7 separate regions of the Mus musculus genome follow, and all the other regions are linked to region 1. Evidence: chromatin contacts called from public ChIA-PET, HiChIP or PLAC-seq and promoter capture Hi-C data. All regions are on one chromosome and are shown on one strand. The core of a region is the stretch at or near the end of the contact, and the rest is flanking DNA. Distances in the headings are between cores, read along the strand shown. Region 1 holds the start of Dbnl (drebrin-like). Region 2 holds the start of H2az2 (H2A.Z histone variant 2). Region 3 holds the start of Emid1 (EMI domain containing 1). Region 4 has its middle 25 kb from the start of Emid1. Region 5 holds the start of Zmiz2 (zinc finger, MIZ-type containing 2). Region 6 overlaps Kremen1 (kringle containing transmembrane protein 1). Region 7 overlaps Kremen1 (kringle containing transmembrane protein 1).

Region 1 (3,096 bases), core at 384-2,883:
CTTCAAGAGCTGGGTTTGGCTCTGTATATAGCATCAGTACTGTGGAGCGGCGGAGACAGGAGGATCACTGTGGTTTGCTGCCTACCAGCCTAGCTCCAGGCTCAGTAAGAGACCTGCCTCTAAGGAATAGGGTGGATAATGAAAGAGCAGGATACTTGACACTGTCCTCTGGCCTCCAACAGCACAGTAGTATGCATCTACCCTGGCCCATGTGCATATACCACACACATAATAACCTCTCTTGGAAGATTTGGGCTTGCTAGATGGAGCTGAAGTTTCTTCTTGTTTTTGTTTGTTTTCGGAACAGGGTTTCTCTGTATAGTTCTGGCTGTCCCTGGAACTCACCCTGTAGACCAGGCTGGCCTTAAACTCAGAAATCCAACTGCTTCTGCCTCCCAAATGCTGGGACTAAAGGCGTGCGCCACCACTGCCCAGCCAGAAGTTTCTTTTTTAATACTTTTTTGAGAGAGGGACTCACTTATAGCCAGTAATCCACTATGTAGACCAGGCTGGACTCAAACTCAGAGATCTATCTGCCTTTGCTTCCCAGGTTCAGGGATTGAAGTCATGTGCCACCACACCCATCTTATTTTTATATTGTGTGATTGTTTAAGTGCACCATGGCCATACCTAGTCCCAGCAGAGACTAGATGAGGGCTAGGGCTGGAGTTACAGAGGGTTGTGAGCTGCCACATAGGTGCTAGGAATCAATCCTGGATCCCCTGGAAGAGCAGTCAGTGCTCTTAACCACCAAGCCATCTCTCCAGCCCCTCCACCCCTTTTTTTGTCTTTGAGATAGGCTGGAACTCAACTATGTAGACCAGGCTTGCCTCTGCCTCCCCAGTGCTGAGATTAAATACACGAACAACACTTCCAGCCCCATTCTTGCAACATTTTAAATGTAACTTCGACCCCCACTGTTCTAGTTTCATTTCTGTTGCTGTGATAAAATGCCCTAGCTAAAAGCAGTTTAGAGAAGTAAGGGTTCGTTTTAGTTTACGACAACAGAGTATGGTCTCTCATAGGGACGTTCAGGCAACTGTCTGGAAATAGAAGTGAAGCACAAAGCAGGTTCTCTTCATTACCCCACTATCACATCAAATATTTCATTTTACTTTATTTAGAAGATCTAGGCAATGCCCAGGCCGGGCTAGAACTCAAGCTTCTGCCTCTGCCAGTTGCGCGCTAGGATCACAGGCTTGTACCTCTACGCCTAACACAGCAGATTCATGTTTTTTTCCTTTTCTTCTTTGGTTTTTCCAAACAGGGCTTCTCTGCCTAGCCCTCGCCATCCTGGAACTTGCGCTGTACACCGGGCTAGGCTGGGGTTGAAGGCGTAGCCATCATGTCCGACTATCAGATGAAATTTCCGAGGCGCCTGCGCGCATACAGCTTGCTCTTAAACAAAATACATTAACTAATGAGAGACGAACCAGCGTGAAGCTCTAAATCGAGCCCACGCCCTGCAGATGCGGACGAACGAGGACCTACGGGCAGGCCCGCCTCTCGTGGATCTTCATTCACCAGCACCCCGCCTCAACTTTACCCTCAGCCTAGCTCGCCTTCTCTCCACTTCCGCTTCCGGCCTCTTGGGCGCGGCTTCTGCACGTCAGAGGCGAGGCTTCCGGCCTCCGGGGCGGGGCTTCCGGCCGTCACTGGAGGCCGGCAGAAAGCTGAAGCTGCTGCATCGCGGGGACCGTGGGGCGTGCCATGGCGGTGAACCTGAGCCGGAACGGGCCGGCGCTGCAGGAGGCCTACGTGCGCGTAGTCACCGAGAAATCCCCGACCGACTGGTAGGCAGCAAGGCGGGGCCGGAGAGGCGCCAGAGCGGGAAGGTGGAGGTCGCGGCGTAGCCGTAGTATTGCAGGATCACCTGTCCACCTTCCTGAAGCCTAGCGAGATGCTACCCCACCCTCGCCACCGCCGTCCCCCCGGCGAGTACCCCCGGGCCTCTCCCCTGCCACCTAGTGGTCGGTCGGCTCTGCCCTGAAGATCTCTGCCTGGTTGTGCTTTCTGCTTTCCGCCAGGCTCTGCGTTTCTGGGACCTCACTGGACAAAGGGGTCCCGCGCAGTTCCCCAACTCCCTGGAAGGCGGAAACCACGTCTTCTAAACCCTGAGTTCAGGAAGAGACCTTGAAAGCGGCGTGAGCAGTGGGTTGAGGTCATGAGCTCACACAGGGCTCAGTCAAGGATGTCACAGGTCTGGGTCCCTGATTCTGGGACTGAAAATGGGATCCTGTCACCTGTTTGAGAAAAGGCTCCATCCTTCCTTCACCACCCCAGGAGCCATTACAGTACTGTGAACTAGATCTGAAGTTTCTGGAGTGGCCCTGCTGAGCCCTCTTAGGTTTCTGCTACATGCATACCAGTCTATAGTAATTCTCTTTCACTTTCCGTTTACTTAACATGCTTCCGTTAGCCAGTTTTTAGTGCTTCAGTTTCTCAGACATCTGATGAGTATGGCAGGTGGACAAATTCTGGGGAACACAAACTGGACTTTGGAGTTCTGGTGGGGCCACCACTACCCTGTGGTCAGCACTGAGGGGCGCTATACTGAGTTTGCCTGTGTTGAGTCTTCCCTGGAGACTTCCCCTATTGCAGAACTCTGGCCAATCATCTCTTCTGTTCTACTGTGTTGTCTCTCCTCTTTATCTTTTGGCCCTCTAGTCGTCTCAGAACCATCACTGTTTGGGGAATACCTCACAACCTAGCTAGCAGTGCCCTTCACCCATGCTTATAACTCTTCACTGACCTTGCTTGCTTTGCTTGCTTGCTTGCTTTTGAGACTGTGTAGCTCTGGCTGGCCTGGAACTCACTGTGTAGACCAGGTTGGCCACGATCTCACCTGTGTCTGTCTCCCGAGCACACATTGAGCCTCCTACTAGAATCATCTGCTCCACCTTGGTCTGACATTGTCCTGCCTCATCCACCCATTGTTCCTTCTGAGGGTGCAGATCTTGCTCTTTCCCCATACACTGTTCATCTGCCCCAGCAGCCATGCTACTGCCCAGCTTCCTACAGTACTGTATGCAGACGGTGCTGCCACTCCAGTTGAACGAGCCTCTGGCCTCCACCCTCACTGTCACAGCCATTTCA
Region 2 (3,096 bases), core at 264-2,763, 660 kb after region 1:
GCAGATTTCTGAGTTCGAGGCCAGCCTGGTCTACAAAGTGAGTTCCAGGACAGCCAGGGCTATATACAGAGAAACCCTGTCTCGAAAAACCAAAAACCGAAAAAAAAAAAAAAAGAAAGAAAGAAAAAGAAAAAAAAAAAAAACCCAAAAATAAAGTACCTATCATGTGAAAATGTAGATGAAACACAAAGTAATAAAACTGATGTTACAATGGATTTAGTAATAGATTTGCTCAGGAAACATTGGCCCAAGTGAAATTTAGCTAAAGGTGGACCGCCTCTCAAACCCCTCGAAGATAAGCAGTATGCTAAGCAGGCCTGCAAATTAAAAACATGGAACTTAGGATGTTAGGAGACAACTGTTCACCAGGATGGGCCACCCAATCAGACTCATTCCCGTGACAAAGGAGACAGAACTGATCTATGACCAGCAGTTAGGCCCAGATAAAGATAAACCAGCTTGTAATTCTGCAAGGTAGGTATGATGACCCTCGGTAATAACTTTGAAAAAGAACAGTGGCATACTTAAAAATACTCCTAGCCATATGTAGTAATATGTATAAATCTATCCACTTCAGCGGTCAGACTTGCAATCTCCTGTCTCTGCTTAAATTGTTCAAAGTGTAACCTGGGACCTCAAAAGAGATGTCAGGATAACAGAGTCTGTGGAATGCACACATCTAAAATGTACATAAATTAGTAAGCTCTTCAGTTGGAGGCAGGCTCTTGCTTGAGTCTTAGCCCAGCCAGACAAGCGTCAAAGAAAAGATAAAGAGCTTTTCCTTAACTAATCTCTAAGTGCATGCAGAGAGTCCTTCTTGGGAAGGCTTACTATTTCTATAACAGCGAAAGCATATTTCAAGCAGGATACCGACAGAAATATAATTCCAAAAAGAGAGCGTCACTCCCCTTAATCTTGGTGAAACACATAGGTCTCGATTGGTTTTAGGACTTTCCCCTCAATTTCAGAATGGGGCTAAAGTTTTACTCACTTTCTTTCTTTAGAAGTCACTTTCAACTAGATCTAAACTACAGAATGAAAAGATACTTTAAGATGAAGCCAAGTAAATAAACTTCTATTCCAAAGAATAACCGGCAAGCCGCTGACGAGGCGAGCGGTTCTGGTGGGCAGGATCAGAACTCCTCCGATCCTCAGCGGGGGGCATTACGTAACCCTGAGCCGAAGCCTCAGAACTCGCAGGGCTACAGCCGGACCTCCTCTGTGCGGCGCAGCACCCGCCCCCCTGCTTCTGCCTCCCGCGTCCGGCGCGCCCCCCCAACCCCCGGCGGAGTCCGGAACAGCGGGCACTCCGGCTCCGAAGCGCGACACCGCCCACTCCCGATCCCCCAGGTGGAGCAGCCGTCCGGGGCTTCTGCGCGCCCACTCCACGCGCGACCCCGCACTCACCATGGTCTCGGCCGCGCGACGCCCACTGCAGCCCCGCGCCGCCGCCGCCGCCGCTCTCGCAGTCGGACCGCCGCAGCCAGAGCGGGACAATGCCCGGGGCCCGCCTCGCGCCGCCTCCACCAATAGCCGCTCACGTTGTTCGTTTGAACCTCGGCGGCCGGCCAATTGTACGCTTCCTTCTAGCCATAACTCCGCCCTCCCGGTGCCGCCTCCCTAACCGCTGTTTGTTTTTTGCACACGGCCCTTGGAGGTGGGCCCTCCGACCAAACATTGACACTCTCTCCGCCGCTCTCCTTGCGCGGACTTCTGATGAACAGAAGAATGAACCAATGAGAGAGGAGGAAAGCCAATGAAAACATTGTCGGCCGCACGGGGGCGGGAGGCTGGGAACAACAGCTCGGTGAACCAATAGACTGGAGCGATTCGGCACAGCTGTGCCTTTCCCGCCCATTTCAGAGCCCGCCAGGACTTCTTTGCTTTGTTTTTCTTCAATTGCAACAAGTTTAAGGGGAACGTTTAGGTAGCACAGGGTCAAATGTCTAAAGTAGAGTTACCTTTGTGCAAAAGCTATTGTGAAAATTTAGGAATAAGTGTATATCGTAGTCCGCACCTAGTTAAATTCTCTAGCTATCGCCAACCCATTCACACAACTTTAAAAGGTTTTATTATTTTTGTGATCATCAATGAGCCCGGGAGATTTGGGAGAGCCACATCCATTTCTCAGCTAGAGAAACGCACTTAGGTGAATGTAGTCATTTGCATACAGCCTTCATCAGAAGTCTTAGACTTTGTTCTGGTTCCAGCTTCAAAGCTTAATTTTTTTCCCATTAGGAAGCACAGACCAGTTGTAGGAGTTAGTTGTGAGCAAAATAGTTTTCTACGGTTTTTGTTGTTGTTTGTTTGTTGTTGTATTGAGACTTCGTTCTTGTGGTAGGATTTTTCCAAGCCATTGTTTTAGAAATTTATCTCCAGCTAGACAATACCTGTCTCAAAATTTGAATTGTTTCTTTTGACAGGGACTATAGCTCTGAGATCAACCTCCATCAGAAGAAGCAACTTGGAGCAGGTCTTTATGAAAAAATAATTTTAATGCTAAACGAGGAAGGGATGAACTTCTAAATGAATTATTCATTTAAATATATGGACAAGTACTTGAGGGGAGTGGGTGGGGTGGGGTGGGGTGACGTCTTTGATCCGAGCACTCAGGAGGCAGAGGCAGGTGGATTTTTGCGTTCCAGGCCAGCCTGGTCTACAAAGCAAGTTCCAAGACAGCCAGGACTACACAAAGAAACCCTTTCTCAAAAACAAACAAACATGGGGCTGGAGCGGTGGTTCAGTGGTTCACTGACTGCTTGTCCAGAGGTCCTGAGTTCAATTCTCAACAACATGGTGGCTCACAACCATCTGTAATTGGGTCTGTTGCCCTCTTCTGGTGTGTCTGGAGTATAGCAAGTGTATACACACACACACATAATCTTTTAAAAAAAGATATGAAGATATGGACAACTGTGAGTGGAATGAATGGAATAATGTGTTCAGATAACAGAACCCTGTGTTCAAGTTTGGAATCAGTTCCCCAGGCAATACTGTAATCAAATGATAATGGTCTTACCAGTGTACCAACCATTATACTTCTAAGTATTGAATTCCCTACATTTTCTGACCCCTGCTCACCTTGTCTTTTATCAC
Region 3 (3,096 bases), core at 267-2,766, 640 kb before region 1:
GGGCTTACTCTATGAAGTGGGACAGATAATTCCCCACTCTCAGACTTTGTTTCTTTCTCTATAAAACAGACAGCAGAGAGAAGCAAGCCTAGATAGCAGCTGGGAAGGTTCTAGAAGCAATGGATGCAGGAAAAGTGCCAGCCCACACCAGCTGTGGTTGGCACACTGTAGGGGTGCTGTGGCATCTGCCACATCTGCCACTCGGCTGTTCCCATCTCAGACAGCTAACTGCCTGACCTCTGCTGCCTCAGCCACTTCTACCCCTGAGCCTGCTCTACCCGGTCACCTGCTTTTGCTAGCTCCCAGGGGGGGTTGCTGGCCTCTGACCACAAGAAAGGGAAACTTCTAAAAAGAAAGAAGTGAGGCCACAGGGGGGTGGGGCCCTCACGGGCCTTTGAATGGGCTGAAAGGCCTAAGAGGCCTGGTTAGTCCACATTGTCTGTCCTGGAGACAGGGGCAGGGGCTACAGGCAGAGCAGGGGCCAGGGCAGGTTCAAACTCTGCCATCGAGTCCAGAAAGGGAGAGCTGAATCCCAGCTCTTCCATGAATACCCACCACGAGCACATTAGTCTCAGTTTGCCCCTCTATTGAGTGGGGACAAGTTTCCCTACATCCTCCAGTCTTGAAGGCACTGTCTAGAAAAAGCCCCACAGGACCCGATCCTGGGAAACACTCCACAAAGGCCGGCAGAGAGTCATAGGCTTTTGGGAGGTCCAACCAAATGCCAGGTCCCAGGGGGCCTCTGACACTGACCCACTGTGCAGTCTCCACCCCAGTCCTTCCTCCGAGTGAAATAAATAGCTGGGACATAAAAAAAGAAAAAAGAAAAAAAAAAAGAAAGAAAGAAAGAAGAAAAAGACAGTAGCAGGGGAAAAGAGAGGGGATTCCTGAAGGGCTGGCTAAGGGGTGATCCTGGCATTTTACATGTACATGAAGGGAAGGGGGGCTTGGGCGAGACCCACAGAAGTCCTGGGAAGCTCTGTTGCATTGCCATGGGTCCACCTTCTGGGGCCTCCGGGATCTCAGTAGGGGAGGCCGTCTGTTCTTTCACACAGAAGTAGGTGAGCCGGCTATCCTGAGCACAGCGTGCCAAACCCCTGCTCCCACTGCTTATGGTATAGAGATGAGCGATGGAGCCCCTGCAACAGTCTCGGACTGCCTCCGATGTCCCGGGATTGCAAGGAGCTGGGGTCGGGTCTCTGTCCCAGTCCTAGGGTTGCATGGAGCTGGGGTCGGGTCTCTGTCCCAGACCCTGAAGTTGCACAGAGCTGCGATCGGGTCTCTGCCCCAGTCGCGGGATTGTACGGAGCTGGGGTCGGGTCCCTGTCCCAGTCTCGGGGTTGCACGGAGCTGGGGTCTGCTTCCCTCACCCCAGTGCTGGGATTGCACAGAGCTAGGGGAGACTTACCTGCGACCCGAGAACCGGGCGCCCGGGACGCTCCACGCGGCGCCGCCTCCCGGGAGCAGGAGCCCGAGGCAGAGCAGCGTCCAGGCCCGCGGGCCGCCCATGCTGTCGTCCCCACCGCAGCCGCGGGCGCGCAGAGCCGGTTCCGGGCGGAGCAGGGCGGGGGCGCTCGGCTTCGCCCGCCCCTCGCCCCCCGCCCCCCGCCAACCCGGAAGCCGTCCGCGCCCCCGCCAGGACGCCCTCCAGGTGCCCACCTGAGCCGCAGACTGGGAAACTGAGGCCCTGGCCGCACCCGCCCCCTCGTCCCCGCAACGCTGCCAGGACCTGAACCCACCACTCCAGAGCGATCGCCTCTGGACGCACATCTTTGACATCTTTGCGGAACTGGGTTCCCGAAACACACAGGATCTTCCCATCGACCTAACACAGGCTTCCTGCGCGAGCTGTGCCATTGTCCCAGGCATCTCACCCCATACATCCTGCCCTGACTAAAGCTTTCATCACTCCGTGTTGGGCTGGCTAGGTCGCCCATGTTACGGAGGAGAAACCCGAGGCTCAGGTGCTCCCGCGTCCCCTAAGTGCAGTGACCCTTATACCTGTTTTACAGGGAGACACTAAGGCCCAGAGCACTCTGGCAGAGTAACCCCAGACCCACAATCCCCTCATCTCAGTGTTGGGGTCTAAGCACAAGTGTAGACAGCATTTTGGCATAGGCCTCAATTTCCCATTCCCTAAGGTAAGGACTGGCTGAGAGCAGAGGGCCTGGGTGGGACTCAGGCACATTCCACGCGGCATAGCAGGTGCGAGGAGTTTGCCTGTGCTGACATGATAGACTATTTGTGTGCATGGATAATGTTGTATGCATGCACGGCGCTGTAAACATGTATGTGCTGAATCTGTGTGTACACGATGTGTTTGTGAGCATGGGCAGTATTTGCTTATGTACGCCATATTTGAATGAACAATGTATGTGTTTGTGTGGTGGGCATGTGTATGCATGTATGTCTGTGTACACGTGAGATGCCTGTATGCATGCATATCATGTTTGTGTACACGTGTGCATGTGTGTGTATATGAACATGTGTGTATATGAACATATATGTACATATATGTACACACATATATGTACATATATGTACACACATATATGTACATATATGTACACACATATATGTACATATGTGTGTATATGAAGTATGATTTTCTTTCTTTCTTTCTCTTTCTTTCTTTCTTTCTTTCTTTCTTTCTTTCTTTCTTTCTTTTAGATGAGCTCTCTATATGTCCTGGCTTGGTCTGGAACAAATACACACACACACACACACACACACACACACACACACACACACATATATAATATGGCTAGCTTTCATTTCACAGAGGTCTGTCTGCCTCTGCCTCCTGCATGCTGGGTTCGATACTGTGCCCAGCTCTACACAAGAGCAGAGTCGTCACCAAGGGAGGTCACAGAAGACGTCTACTGCACGCCCCAGCAGTGAGCAGCCTAGGTCAGGGAATCTTTGCCCAGCTCAGCTGTGCAAGGGGCCATGCTCCTGTGGTTGCTTGCCCATCTCTGTGTGGAAACAAAGACAGTCTGAGTCCTGGGGCTTGCTTCTCCTGGACCTGTGGGTAGAGTCAGGACCAGGGCATAACCAGAGTCCTTTGCAGAGAAAGAGAGAGCCCAGCCCTGTCTC
Region 4 (3,096 bases), core at 244-2,743, 610 kb before region 1:
AACAGCAGACCAACATAGCTGCTGGTTCTGGGAAAGCCAGAGTCTACCCTGAGCCTAGAACCTTTGACATCACTCAGTGACAGATCCCAACCACGGTATTAGACAACTGTGGCCACAGATCCACACAGAGCACTCATGGCTTCCCATGGCCTTCCAGGGCTGAATCACATGGGAGTCAGGGCCAGCGCCCATGGGGAGCCCTCCAGCCACCTGTCACTGTGTTCAGAAACCCATACTTTCTGGGTTTTTGTGGTTTCTTGTTGTGGTTTGTGTGTCTGTCTGTCTGTCTGTCTGTCTGTCTGTATATCTGTCTGTCTTTCTGTCTCTGTCTCTGTGTGTCTGTGTGTGTCTTGTGTGTCTATGTTTCTGTATGTGTCTGTCTTTCTGACTTACTCTCTATGTGTCTGTCGTGTGTCTGTGTATATTGTGTATCTGTGTGTCTGTCTGTGTGTATCTGTCTATCTCTTTCTGTCTCTGTATGTCTGTGTGTCTGTCTCTGCCTGTCTGTCTGTCTGTCTGTGTAGGCCAGTGGTTGAAGTCAAGTGTCTCCCTTACCCACTCTGCACCTTAGTTTTTGAGCAGGGTCTCTCACTGAACTCAGAGGTACTGATTTGGCTAAGCTGGCTGGCCAGTGTTGTCCCAGCACTTAGACTGCAGGTACACGCCACCACACCTGGCTTTTTAACCTGGATGCTGGAGATCTGAACTCGGGTCCTCATGCTGTGTGGACCTAGGCACACACCCACTGAGTCGATTCTGTAGACTTGTATGCTGTTTTGTTGAGAAACAGAGCAGAATTCACCTCACAGGTCCCCGAGACCAGAAGGGCATAACTCAGTCCTGCCTCAAGTGAGGGGGTAGCTGTGACAGGCCGTCATGAGAACATGCTTTCAGTCTGAGGAGAAGGCAGCTCCACCTGGCACTCTGATGTCACCAGCTTCTTTTGTTCAAACAGCTGGGCTGTTTTGTCGGCCATACTTTCTGGGCAGTGCCTAAGACCAGCTGAGGTACGTTACTGCAGAGTTTTCAATGGCCGGGGCTTAAAATCTGGCTGCTGAGTCAAACTGGTGACAAAGACAGCAATTCCACTAGGAAATTCCACTGAGGCTGGAGGCCCGTGAGTTTACACTGGAATAGGCCTGGGACTCTTCGATGGTAGAGCACCCCAAGGCCCCAGGCTCAGGCTGAGCGCTGCAGAGTCTCTGAGTCTCTGAGTGTGCAGACTTCTAAGCACAGCATACTGGAGGCTGAGATAGAAGGTGGAGAGTTTGAGGCTACCTCACAAACAAACAAACAAACAAACAAACACGTGCTAGGGTAGAGCTCTTGCCTTGGCCCTGGCATGATCTCTAGTGTGGTTTAAAAAAAAAAAAACAACCCTAAAGAAGAGATTCTGGCTGCCAGCAGAGGCAGGAAGCAGGATGTGCGCATCACAGCCGCTTACCACAGCCTGAGGCAGGAAGGAAAGACTGACATAAAAACCCTTTGATCGTGGTCTCTTGATCTCTGAAAGGTTCATCTCATCACGGCTGAGAAAGGATGGGCGTCTATAACTTCTGTGTCGCCTAAGACTCACTGGATCCTCTAGAATATTCCCAACCGAGCCAATGGCCAACGCCCTGGGTAGGCTTCTGGTGAACTGAGCTAGGTGCCAGGTCAGGCGGGAGTCCTCCGCGCTCAGTGGCCTACAGCTGGTACAAGGAGACAGGTAACTTCCAGAAGGCCAGCCTGGCCAGGGTACATGGCCTCAGGCTCCACAAAGCAGAGGCCATTGTCTGTCCCAGTATTCCTTGCCATCAACACTATCATATATCCTATCATATCAGTCATATGATGTTCAGTAAATATTTATAGGTAAAATGAACCATGTAGGAGCTGGGAGATGGTTAAGAGCACTGGCTGCTCTTCCAGAGGACCCAGGTTCAGTTCCCAGCACTTACAGGGCAGCTCACAACTGCCTATAACTCCAGTTCCAGGGGATCTGACACCCTCAAACAGATATACATACAGGCAAAACACCAGTGCACAAAGAAGTAAATAAATAAATCATTAAAAAGGTCTTGGAGGGAGAAGTCTGAAAGGGTATGCTGGTACCGGGGACTATATGCACGTATGGTGGGTATACACATGTTTGGTGTGCACACAAATATCTATGTAGTATGTGCTAGACATAGATGGGCAAAGTGTTTAGCCTCAGCAGCAGAGTCTCTGGACTCAGGACTGACTATAATTTGTGGGCACCACAGTGCAAAATGAAAATATAGAGTCTCTTCTTGGAAAAATAATGAAGACTCTCAGGAGGCCAACAGCCAGAGCCAAATCAGGAGCACAGGACCCTGCAAACGCCATATACCTGGGACGGCCAGCCCTATGAGCTGCAGCCCCAAGTCCTCGCTCCCTAAGAGCTCCCGGTCCATAGGTTTGCATCCCCCCCTGCCCCCACTTCCCAGTTCCCTCTTTTTTTTTTTTTTTTTCTTTTTTATCTAGACAGGGTTTCTCTGTATAGCCCTGGCTGTCCTGGAACTCAGAAATCCGGCTGCCTCTGCCTCCGAGTGCTGGGATTAAAGGCGTGCGCCACCACGCCCCGGCCAGTCCCCTTTTTTTCTTGTAAAGCTAGGTTCCTGCCTGGCTGGTCTCAGGGTTAGCGAGCATCCCTCTGTCCCTTGCTGGGGCACTCACTGTCTGCTACTTTGTGTTGTGGTTGGAACAATGAGAATTTCTTCCCTGGGGAGATGTAAATCCCTTCCTCCCTCCCTCCCTCCTTTCCTTTCCTCCCTCCCTCCCTCTTCTAAGAACGCAATATCAAACTAGAGTTTGGTTTCATCAAGGCTCACACATGACCAGAGCATGAGTGAAGGCTTGCCTACAGGAGTATGTGTGACTCTGTAGCAGCAGACTGGAAAGTTTTCACCCACCATGGATGGTGGCTCCCCCATAGCACAGGTGGAACCCCTTTTCTCACCCCCATCTTTCTAGTCTGGTTCTTTCTAGCAGCCTCTGTGGAGATGACACTGACCATGGAGGCAAAGCCACAGTTAAACTGACAGTTTAGGTCTGCAATGCCTCCCAAAGCCATGTGTGGAAGGCGTGGCTTCC
Region 5 (3,096 bases), core at 371-2,870, 610 kb after region 1:
ATTTTATGGATCAAATTTAGATTTGGTATCAAATCTAAAAACTTTCTGCTCAGCCTGGATCCTGTGGAGTTTCTTTGATATTTTCTTAAACATTTTATAGTTTGTATTTTACATTTAAACCTAGGACCTAGTTCATTTTGGTATATGCTGTGACTCGGTTGTTGTTGTTACAGTAGTGAGGCTCAAACTCAGAGCATGACGTGTGTAAGCACACAGGGCAAGTGCTCTGCCATTAAGCTACATCTAGAGATGCTCCCACCCCCGTCATATTTTGTGTCTGAAGTTTTTTGTTTACTGGTAGGCTCTAGTTGCTCGTGTACCACTTGTTAGAGATGTCCTTCCTCCACTGAATTGCTTTGGTGTCTCTGGGAGTATTTGTGTGGCTATTTTCCCATCTCTTCTCTTTTCCATTAAGTCGTGCTTTTGTCTTGATTCCTGTTCCTATTTCCTGACATCCACATGGTTGTTCCAGACCCCACATGTCAGATCTTGGGAGGAGTTCTTCCCACCAGGTCAGCTGCCAGGATCCAGCAGGAGCAACATAGATGCCAGCCTCTGCTGCCAGTCTGGCACATTCTGTCTCCAGCTGCCTAGGCAGGACCTGGCCTGGGCTAGAATCAAGTGTAGTTGCCTCTGAGGGCCAGGGGACAGAGCCTGTGGATGAGGTGGATGAGGTTTCTCTTCCCTGGTAGCCTGGTGCTGGGTGTGAGAAGGATCTCTGGGAGCCTAAGGCTGCCCAGGCAAGGGCAAGTCACAGTCCCCTTTTCTCTCTTTCTCTTATCCGTTCTGGGGCTTTGTGTGTGTAGCCCTGCCCTGCAGAGCCTCCAGGTCTGTACTGAGCCCTGAGTGGTAAGCACAAAGAAATGTTTGTTCCAGAGCTGAGTGGGTGCTGCGATACCCCTCTCTCCCCTAGACAAGAGGCTTGTGAGTGCTGAGTGGAAGATGGAAATCACCAGATCTGATAATGGTTCAAAAGGTATGTGTGGCAATCACACAGCCCCTACCAAGAGAGGGTTTCAGACAGGAGCACCCAGGCCTTCCCAGAGGTCCCTGAGAAGTGCCCAACACATGGCTTGTGTGCCATTCTGGTGAGACCAAGCAGAGGTAGGCACGCATGTGGTCCAGGGTATATTAGGACCTGAGTGGATGAGGCACTGAGAAAGGCAAGGAGTGGGAGTCTTCTGTACCAGTCGCTGCTCTTACCTGCTGTTGCCTCCCTGTCCACCAGCCACTGCTACGGTTTTCTAAGAATGAAGCCCAGTTGGTCCCATCTTGTAGATGTGCGTTAGCATGGTCTGGCTTTGTGACTACCCCCCACACCTGCTGTGCTGTGTGTGTCACTGCCATGTTGGGAATTCACAAGTGTCACAGATGGGTCTTTGGGGGGGGGCAAGATGTCCACTTGACCATATACTTAAGGTCATATTTGTCTCAGGGGTGTGTGTGTATGTGTGTGTGTGTGTGCACCTACATGCATGCATACATGCACGCACGCGCGCGCGCGCACACACACACACACACACACACACACACACACACACACACGCCTGCTCCCCTCAAGTCGTCTGGATCAGCTTGAAGGTCCTGTGACCTGAAGCCCTTCTGCCACCCTCTTGATAGGAGAGAGCTGCCAACCAGGGGCTGGGTCAGTGCCTGTGTCCTGTGTCAGCCGTGTCGGTACAGCCACCCTAAGGCCAACCTGGTGGATGGACTGCCGTTGTACATCTGCTGCCTGACTTTTCAGCATCTGCCTCAAAGAACACTCAAGCTCTGCTCCTTCTCAGGTCTCTGGGCTCCGCAGGGTGGGGGCTACCCCTCTGACCTTCTCCAGGGCCTGCTGAGGGTTCCTGGCTTCCTATGATTTATATGGGAAAGGGAATGTGGGAAGTATTTGATATCAGAAAGCCCTTTCCAGGGTTGATCCAATGGCTTAAGATGACAGAGCCCTTGTTAGAGTTGCTTTGCACTGCATTCTGGGCTGACATTTGCCAACGCTACTACCCTGGCTTTGTCCGTGCTACCATGAGCATCTAAGCTCCTGCCTTCTCCCTCCTGTCCCGCAGCCGGAGCAGCAACTCCCGGATAAGCTCCAGCACATTGGGCCTGTAGGCTGCTCCATCACCAATGAACCCCATGAACCCCATGAAACCCGCCCTGCCCCCTGCACCACACGGGTGAGTGTGGGCTTCTGTGGCCTGCCTCTAGCAAGCCCTTGGCCTTCTGACCCTGCCTTAACCAGCTGCTCTCTTTTAGTGATGGTTCATTTGCATATGAGTCTGTGCCTTGGCAACAAAGTGCCACTCAGCCAGCTGGGTCACTGTCTGTGGTCACTACTGTGTGGGGAGTTGGCAACGCAACCCAGAGCCAGGTGAGTGTGTATCAGGGCCACCCCACTCCCACCCCCACCCCCCAGCCCTCAGGATCCAGAGTCTTGGTGGTGCCTCTACCATCTTAGGGCTCCAAGAACCAGGGACCAAGCGGACTGTCTGAAGCACAAGGATGGGGCTTCCTGAGGGTCTCAAGTCACTAGGTGCCTTTCTTCTGTACTACCATGGGATGTCTTCCCCTGGCTCCAGAGACCCTTCCAGTCAGAACTATAGACAACCACTCCTGCCACCCAGGTCCTCCCCCATTTGCTGGGCATCTCTTGGCATCTAGCACTTTAGGGCTGTGTCTTAAAGACAGTAGTTTGGCTGGTTCTCTCTGGTGACTCCCACTTCCTTGTAGGTTTTAGGGAACCCCATGGGCCCTGCAGGAAGCCCCCCTGGTGGTTCCATGATGCCTGGTGTGGCAGGTGGCAGCTCTGCCTTGACCTCCCCGCAGTGCCTGGGACAGCAGGCGTTTGCTGAAGGAGGTGCTAGCAAGAGCTACGTACAGCAAGGCGTGTATGGCCGAGGGAGCTACCCTGGGGGATCCAGCTTCACTACTGGGTAAGCCAGTGACTTGAAACCATCAGCCTGTCAGTCCTGCAGAAGGGTTGGATGTTGCCTGCTCCTCCCCTACTGTCTCTAGTAGCTACAGTGGAAGTTCTGTTGAGAATGGAAGAAGTGAGTGGAGGGAGGGGAGAGAAAATTAAAAAAAATAAAAAAGAATGGA
Region 6 (3,096 bases), core at 422-2,921, 570 kb before region 1:
CACACACAGACACACACACACAGACACACACAGAGATACACATGTTTGTTTGTTGTATTTTGAAACACGGTCTCATAGTCTCATTATGTAGCTGTGATTGGCCTATAACTCACTATATAGACCAGGCTGGCCTGGCCTGAAACTCACAGAGATCCACCTGTCTCTGCCTCCCAACGTGTTGGAATTAAAGGTGTGCAATAACATTCATTCAGTCAATAGCCCGGTCATTGTGGGTGGTTCTTAAGGTTAGGTACACTTTTATGGAAACAGTAAGTGAAGATCTGAGATATTTGCAGACCTTGATGTTCATTTTGTGAATCACACTATGAGGGCTGTCATATGGTAACGATCCTACCATTCCTTCTATTCTTACAAGTCTGCATTTCCTAATCACCAATGTTTCTCTTCTCACTCGGCCACCACTGGGAGTGGTGTGGGGTGCTCTCATCTTAGTCAATAAGATGCATCTGTTACTATCACTCTCTGAAGCTTAAAGCTGTCAGATTTAGGTCATGGAACCCCTTTCAAGGCAGCTTCATCCAGTTGATGAATCTGTACTGTTTCTGTCCTACACAAGATGTTATGAACACATCTTGTGCTTTGAACACAGAATGGGTAATTTCCCAACAGAGCTGCTTTCTGGTGGAGACCTGAGTGCTGGCTAGACTCCCCGTTATCAGTGTGTGGCAAGGATAGTGATGAAGTGTATGTGTGTGCACACACAGCCATTGCACAGTCATATAACATTACTATCTACCTGCTTCCTCCACCACTCTCTGGACTTCCTTTCAGGTTCCCCAGCTTCCACATTTGCATGTCCCTTCTCCAGCAGCCAGAGCATGCCGGCTCTGAAACACTCAGTACATACTCACGCTCTGCACAAGCAACAAACCGCAGGGCCATGGGGTCCACTGCCTCGCTTATCTGCCTTCCTCACATGAGTATGGTATCCTTCTGTCTTGGGCTTAATTAATGGCTTTTAGACTGACTTGGTTAAGGAAAGGGAGAAAAAAAAAGGAGAGAGGGCGGGATCTTCTGTCTAATTTAATACAAAACAGCACTACTGACCCTTAGTGATTGGGAAATACATTTTAGAGAAAGAAAGAGAGAGAGAGAGAGAGAGAGAGAGAGAGAGAGAGAGAGAGAGAGAGAGAGAGAGGAAGGAAGGAAGAAGAAGAAAAGAACATTTGGAAAAGAGGTAAGGCATGGTAGTTTGCCACAGAAGGGACCCACCGCCTTGGCTTGACTCTAAGGAGTCATTAGCATCCCTGATCATAACAGACAAGGGCTGAGAGGAGGCTACCGGGGACCCCTCTCCCCATCTTTACATGAATGCTGCCTGTGCTCCAACTCCCCAGCCTACTCTTTCCATGTGACCTGACAAGTGGGCTGCTGGAATTTATCGTTATCTTTTCTAGAGTTGTACGCTGTGGAGCTGGTACCTTGAATCTCTGACTCCGACAGAAGCTGATACAGGTTTGTATGGTGAGCTTGTTAGAGGTTTTACTGGTGCCCGTGAGAGGAGGTGGGTTTCCATGATCCTTGTAGCAGCCAAGGTTTCCAGGCACTAGAGACAAACAAAACAGAAGAATTTCACAACATCTGGCTGGGAAACACTAAGAAGGAAATGCGGTCTGTGCCAGGTGTGCTCTGCCCACAGTGTTTACACCCTGAGTTACAACACAGGCAAATGACAACAAGCTCTAAGCGGACCCTCTGGTAGTGTTCTCTACACCATCTGCAAGGAAATGTGGCACACAGATCCCCAGCTTACTTTCTCCGTGTCGGGAGAATTTAGTACTGAAAAGAAGCAGGAACAATGTCTTAGAATAGAGAAGGTGGCTTTGCTTCTGTCCCATAGCACCCATCTTCCAGTAACTCAGTTAATGACACACCCAGAGGGAAAGAACAGAGGAACCCTGGTAGGAAACCCGGAGGGATTCCTTTGGCCACGTACATGCAAATCTACAAGAAGACTGATACTGTGGGCATCGAGGGAATGAACACTGTTACCACAGCACAACCGGAAGTGTCTTTAACCTCATTCAGCACACCACAGGCATCCCTGTAAACAAGCAGGTGAAGGCACGCTTCGCCAAGAGAAGTAATGTGCACATGGAACATGTTAGGCACCGAGAGCCAAGGTAGTTTCCTAAAACTGGTGATGGAAAAACCTGTCAGAGAAAAGGATGCCAAGGAGAAGGCCCGTGTTCCCCAGAGCACCGGCCAGCTCCGCCGGAGGAGCACGTTTCACGCGAACTACTGGGGAGGGGCCTGGACTTCTGGAGCTGGTCCTCATGAGTTCATAGCTTAGTGTGCAAAAGCAGTCAAGGCCTAGCTTGTTAAAGAGAGATAGAGAGAAAGACAGACAGACAGACAGACAGACAGACAGATGGGCGAAGCAGGCTGGCAGTGTCTCAGGGTTAAAGTTGCTTGCTTGGTGACCTTGGTTTGATCTGTGGAACTCACATGGTAGAGAGAACCAACTCCTAAAAGGTGTTTTTTGGTCTTCACATGTATGCTGTGGCATCTGCTACCCCCTCCCATCCCCCAAAAGTGAAGCGATCAGATTTAAATGGTTCCAGGAGACTGGGGGAGCTCGAGTGGAAAGCACAGGCACACAGCCCCGGGATTTGAGGTTAAAGTAGGAGTGGTAAATTTGAGGCCAATCTGGGCCTCACAATACATTTGGATGTTTCAAAAGTAAACAAATAAATAAGGAAACAAACTAACAAAGGGGCTGGAGAGAAGGTTCCAAGGACAAGAGCACTGGCTCCTCTCCCGTTGGACACAGGTTGGACTCCTGGCATCTATAACACTGGCTCAAGACATTTCTGTAACTCCAATTCCAGGGACTCCAGATGCCTTATTCTGGCCTCTGCAGACATCAGACATCACATGGTATACATACATACATACATACATACATACATACATACATACATGCAGGCACAGACACATAAAATAAAAATATCTTTTAAAAAATCGAACAAGATCACTCTAAACACACCAAGGGAACCCAAGTCAACTTAGTACAGAGTATATAGGCGGTTTTTGTAGAATCAGTCTAATTACCCGTTAACAAATGAATGATTA
Region 7 (3,096 bases), core at 322-2,821, 540 kb before region 1:
AACCTGATCAAAGCTGCGGCTCACCTTCCACAGAAAATCCTAACTCTACATCTGAAGACCACAGAGCTAGGTTAGGGCTTTCTGGGGAGCCAAACAGTGGCCACGTCTGTAGTCCAGCGCTTGATATGCTTATGAGGAGAGCTACTCGAATCCAGGAGTTCTGGTACAGCCTAAGGAACATGGGTCCCAGATGGTCTGAATATCAGTAGCAGCAGCTTTGATGCCCATGAAATGCCCACTGGTGGGAGGATCACCTGAAAAAATCCTCCCAAAGAGACAAGAGAGTGACCAGAGAAGGCACTGCTGTGAATGCCAGCATAAAGCAAACTAAGGTGGAGAAAAATGAGAGAGGAAGAGAGAAAAAAAAGACATGAATTCATTTTTATTTACTTTTATTTCTTGTGCGTGCTTCACTGTATGTTTATCTGTGTACCATGTGCAGTGTCTGGAGAGGTCAGAAGAAGGTGTCTGATACCCCAGAACCGGAGTTACAGATGTTCTGAGCTCCCATGTGGGTGCTGGCAACTGAACCTGGGTCCTCTGGAAGAGTGCTAAGTGCTCTTAACTGTTGAGCCATCTCTCTGGCTCGGATTAGTTCATCTTAAAAACTGATATGGCCGGGCAGTGGTGGCGCACGCCTTTATTCTCAGCACTTGGGAGGCAGAGGCAGGTGGATTTCTGAGTTCGAGGCCAGCCTGGTCTACAGAGTGAGTTCCAGGACAGCCAGAGATACACAGAGAACCCTGTCTCAAAAAAAAAAAAAACCAAAAAAACAAAAACAAACAAACAAACAAACACAAACAAACAAACAAACAAACAATGATATGGTTCTCTGAGTTGGCCAACAGGAGGTAAGCAAGCATTCCAGTTGTGCGAAAGGCTGGAAGAGGAGATGAGAGATCATCTTGAAGCGCTATGGCCCCATCTTACCTGCAATAATTGTGCTCGCCCAGTCCTCCTTCCCCGTTGGGGTACTTCAGCGTGTTGTACGGATGCTGGAAAGTCTCGTTCCAGAACAGACATGGCTTCCCACCTTGCAGCGCTGTCCAGCTCTGTGTTCCCCTGTAATCTGCACCGTTGGCTGTGAAGCACTCTGGAAGGAGGAGAACAGCATACTCATTTTCTGGCAACATTTATAGTTTCCTCCCTCTCTGGTGAATGTTTTATTTGTTTTGTTTGGATCAAGCTAGAAATGGATCATGTTTTGCTAGATCTTGGGCGGCCTGCTGGGCTGACTGAATCTGCAAAAAGGTGCCCTGTAACACTGGCACTCTTGGCACCAGCTTGTTGGGGCACTGGGACATTTCCCCTTGAAGTGTGCAGGTCCCAGTGAAGAGATAATCACAGAGCTGGTGTGCTGAAGTCCACGACGTGAGCCAGGAAACCTTCAAATCTAGATAGTTGCTAACAGCCATGCGCGTGGACTTTGGGGGCCCTCCGAGGGGGCCCCTGCGCTCGCCAGCATCTCCCTGCGGTAACTAGAACCAGGGCAGCAGCTGTAACTGAGAGCTCCCCTACAGTCGGAAAGGCTGCGAGGCCACTTGGATTTAATAAGCATCGGACACAGCAACGCTTTGGAATCCCAATCACACAAATCGGGGATGACTCACACTCCCTGGGAATGAGGAACAGTCAGTCCTCCCTGCGCAGTCTGACGTGCAAGAAAACAGGGGCAACGGAGGACGGGGGTGGCACTTTCTCTCACCTCCCCCTGAAGTGCTTTCCTAGAAAATGTGTCAAAATGGTCTCAGGTCCCATTTTATGAAATGACAGTCCTTGCAGGTGCAATCATGTACTTCTAAAATCCACTTCTCAGACTGGGGGTGGGGCTGAGGCTGACAGGCTTCCCACATCTTGTATGCATTAAACTCACAGAGGTTCATGGGAAAGGCGGAGTACAAAGAGCGATTTTTTAAAATTAGCTTAGTTAAAACTGACAGATAGAAGCACTTCAAACACTTCTCTAAGATGTATCACTGGGACCCTGACAGTCTGGGGAGTCACACCAACATGCTCAGCTCTCCCTCTTTCCTTCTCCTAGCTCACAGTGACCTATAACTTCCGGTAATAAGGACGTGGTGTAGTCTCCCGCTGGAAAGTGCATGTGCCTGCTCTAGACTAATAGGCATGTGGACAACAGGAACACAGCTCTATCCTGAAAGCCATCTGACTGCTTAGAGAAACCGTCCACAAAGCGGCTCTCTTCCAGTCACGCCTTCCTCCTACCAGCTGCTCTCTGTGTTTGGTCTGGAATGGCACCGTTTATGGACAGCTCAACTAATCTAGAATTCTAGGAGACAGGAAACCATAGCAACTTACCATGCCTGGTGCAATACTAGTTAGTAAGTGTGAGTCCTCAATTACCAAGAGGATTGTCTACTAGGGGTCTACATTAAGAAAAAGCTCAAAGATAACTGGGCACATCGACTCAGCATAGATTGGCAGATACCAACTAAAGGCTCAGTGTTGGCTTGTTGTTTGATTGCTGCTGACAGGCTCTGCGGCCTTGGTCAAGTCAACATCAGGCACATCAGTTTACAGTGTTCACATGTATGCCAGCCATACTGATTTAGCACACTCCTCTTTACCCAGGAGGCAGCCAGAGCACTCGACCACACCCAGGACTCCAGTGGAAGCACCCTTCCTCTCCTTCACCTCTGTTTTGGACCCACTGACCGCGAGAGAGCAGTTCAGGGCTCCCTTTCCTCTTCTGCTCTACAGCCCCCCCCCCCCCCAGAACTCTAAGGTTTGTCCTATGGGCGTCTGAGAGCCTCTGGGCTGGAAGCCTGGCTCTGCCCCTAGTTACTCATCGCGGTCAAGCCACGCTGGTCTGCTCTTAATCCTGGGAACATACTTTTCCATTTCCTGCCCAAATGTTCTTCCTCTAATATTTCCAGTTGCAAGATAAACATTGCCCCTCAGAATCCCCTTCCCATCTCTGCCCACCCCTGCCCCCTTCATCTGTCCACAGTACTCACTATCATACACACATACATACACAGCCCTAAATCCAGGATGCACACACTGAACACAGGGTCAGCCAACTGCACACACACACTGGCATCTTCCTAGACATCACCCCCTGAATGGTATGAG

Evidence for each region. Promoter capture Hi-C pulls out the DNA fragments that hold promoters and counts their contacts. ChIA-PET counts read pairs in DNA pulled down with a chosen protein or histone mark. HiChIP or PLAC-seq counts read pairs in DNA pulled down with a chosen protein or histone mark.
Region 2: a promoter capture Hi-C map of pre-B cells shows a contact between it and region 1, with 2.6 times the contacts expected there. The contact joins the promoter of H2az2 here to the promoter of Dbnl in region 1.
Region 3: a promoter capture Hi-C map of pre-B cells shows a contact between it and region 1, with 4 times the contacts expected there. The contact joins the promoter of Emid1 here to the promoter of Dbnl in region 1. A contact is called at or near these places in 12 of 39 promoter capture datasets (the HPC-7 cell line, cranial neural crest, embryonic stem cells and 6 more), 13 of 115 datasets of contacts at active chromatin or transcription factors (astrocytes, embryonic hindbrain, embryonic stem cells and 6 more) and 2 of 9 other capture datasets (liver and pancreatic islet).
Region 4: a contact with region 1 is called in an RNA polymerase II ChIA-PET map of memory CD8 T cells, with 26 read pairs. The contact joins the enhancer-like site here to the promoter of Dbnl in region 1. A contact is called at or near these places in 6 of 39 promoter capture datasets (embryonic stem cells, hippocampal neurons, liver and 2 more), 1 of 15 datasets of contacts at CTCF or cohesin (large pre-B cells), 2 of 484 Hi-C or Micro-C datasets (embryonic stem cells and nephron progenitors), 14 of 115 datasets of contacts at active chromatin or transcription factors (astrocytes, bone marrow-derived dendritic cells, bone marrow-derived macrophages and 6 more) and 1 of 9 other capture datasets (liver).
Region 5: a promoter capture Hi-C map of pre-B cells shows a contact between it and region 1, with 3 times the contacts expected there. The contact joins the promoter of Zmiz2 here to the promoter of Dbnl in region 1. A contact is called at or near these places in 2 of 39 promoter capture datasets (liver and pre-B cells) and 1 of 9 other capture datasets (liver).
Region 6: a contact with region 1 is called in a promoter capture Hi-C map of hematopoietic stem and progenitor cells, with 7 times the contacts expected there. The contact joins the enhancer-like site here to the promoter of Dbnl in region 1. A contact is called at or near these places in 6 of 39 promoter capture datasets (cranial neural crest, hematopoietic stem and progenitor cells, hippocampal neurons and 2 more), 6 of 115 datasets of contacts at active chromatin or transcription factors (T-cell acute lymphoblastic leukemia, bone marrow-derived macrophages, embryonic stem cells and 2 more) and 1 of 9 other capture datasets (liver).
Region 7: a contact with region 1 is called in an H3K27ac HiChIP or PLAC-seq map of double positive thymocytes, with 3 times the contacts expected there. The contact joins the enhancer-like site here to the promoter of Dbnl in region 1. A contact is called at or near these places in 9 of 39 promoter capture datasets (the C10 cell line, the SN4741 cell line, cranial neural crest and 5 more) and 8 of 115 datasets of contacts at active chromatin or transcription factors (astrocytes, double positive thymocytes, embryonic forebrain and 5 more).

The regions. Positions count from the first base shown.
Region 1 is chr11:5,786,850-5,789,945 of GRCm38.p6, forward strand. Dbnl (drebrin-like) reads left to right here and starts at 1,634. Exons shown (of 13, transcript NM_001146309.1): 1 at 1,634-1,793. The coding sequence starts at 1,711.
Region 2 is chr11:6,442,930-6,446,025 of GRCm38.p6, forward strand. It overlaps H2az2 (H2A.Z histone variant 2), which reads right to left and starts at 1,514. Exons shown (of 5, transcript NM_029938.1): 1 at 1,408-1,514. The coding sequence starts at 1,410. It also overlaps the pseudogene Gm11970.
Region 3 is chr11:5,150,714-5,153,809 of GRCm38.p6, forward strand. It overlaps Emid1 (EMI domain containing 1), which reads right to left and starts at 1,517. Exons shown (of 15, transcript NM_080595.3): 1 at 1,409-1,517. The coding sequence starts at 1,509.
Region 4 is chr11:5,175,873-5,178,968 of GRCm38.p6, forward strand. No RefSeq gene overlaps it. Among named protein-coding and RNA genes, the nearest start is that of Emid1, 25 kb to the left of the region's middle. Within about 2 kb of position 1,494, at least 89 of the 459 cell types and tissues checked have an H3K27ac peak or open chromatin away from gene starts, as enhancers often do. A contact at or near this core is called in bone marrow-derived macrophages, double positive thymocytes, memory CD8 T cells and 2 more, where this site is marked.
Region 5 is chr11:6,393,505-6,396,600 of GRCm38.p6, forward strand. It overlaps Zmiz2 (zinc finger, MIZ-type containing 2), which reads left to right and starts at 1,621. Exons shown (of 19, transcript NM_028601.3): 1 at 1,621-1,784; 2 at 2,064-2,174; 3 at 2,254-2,368; 4 at 2,728-2,930. The coding sequence starts at 2,125.
Region 6 is chr11:5,213,965-5,217,060 of GRCm38.p6, forward strand. It overlaps Kremen1 (kringle containing transmembrane protein 1), which reads right to left. Exons shown (of 9, transcript NM_032396.3): 4 at 1,443-1,567. Among named protein-coding and RNA genes, the nearest start is that of Gm25142, 36 kb to the right of the region's middle. Within about 2 kb of position 1,672, at least 45 of the 459 cell types and tissues checked have an H3K27ac peak or open chromatin away from gene starts, as enhancers often do. A contact at or near this core is called in T-cell acute lymphoblastic leukemia, hematopoietic stem and progenitor cells and regulatory T cell precursor, where this site is marked.
Region 7 is chr11:5,242,845-5,245,940 of GRCm38.p6, forward strand. It overlaps Kremen1 (kringle containing transmembrane protein 1), which reads right to left. Exons shown (of 9, transcript NM_032396.3): 2 at 931-1,093. Among named protein-coding and RNA genes, the nearest start is that of Gm25142, 7.5 kb to the right of the region's middle. Within about 2 kb of position 1,572, at least 163 of the 459 cell types and tissues checked have an H3K27ac peak or open chromatin away from gene starts, as enhancers often do. A contact at or near this core is called in the SN4741 cell line, astrocytes, double positive thymocytes and 2 more, where this site is marked.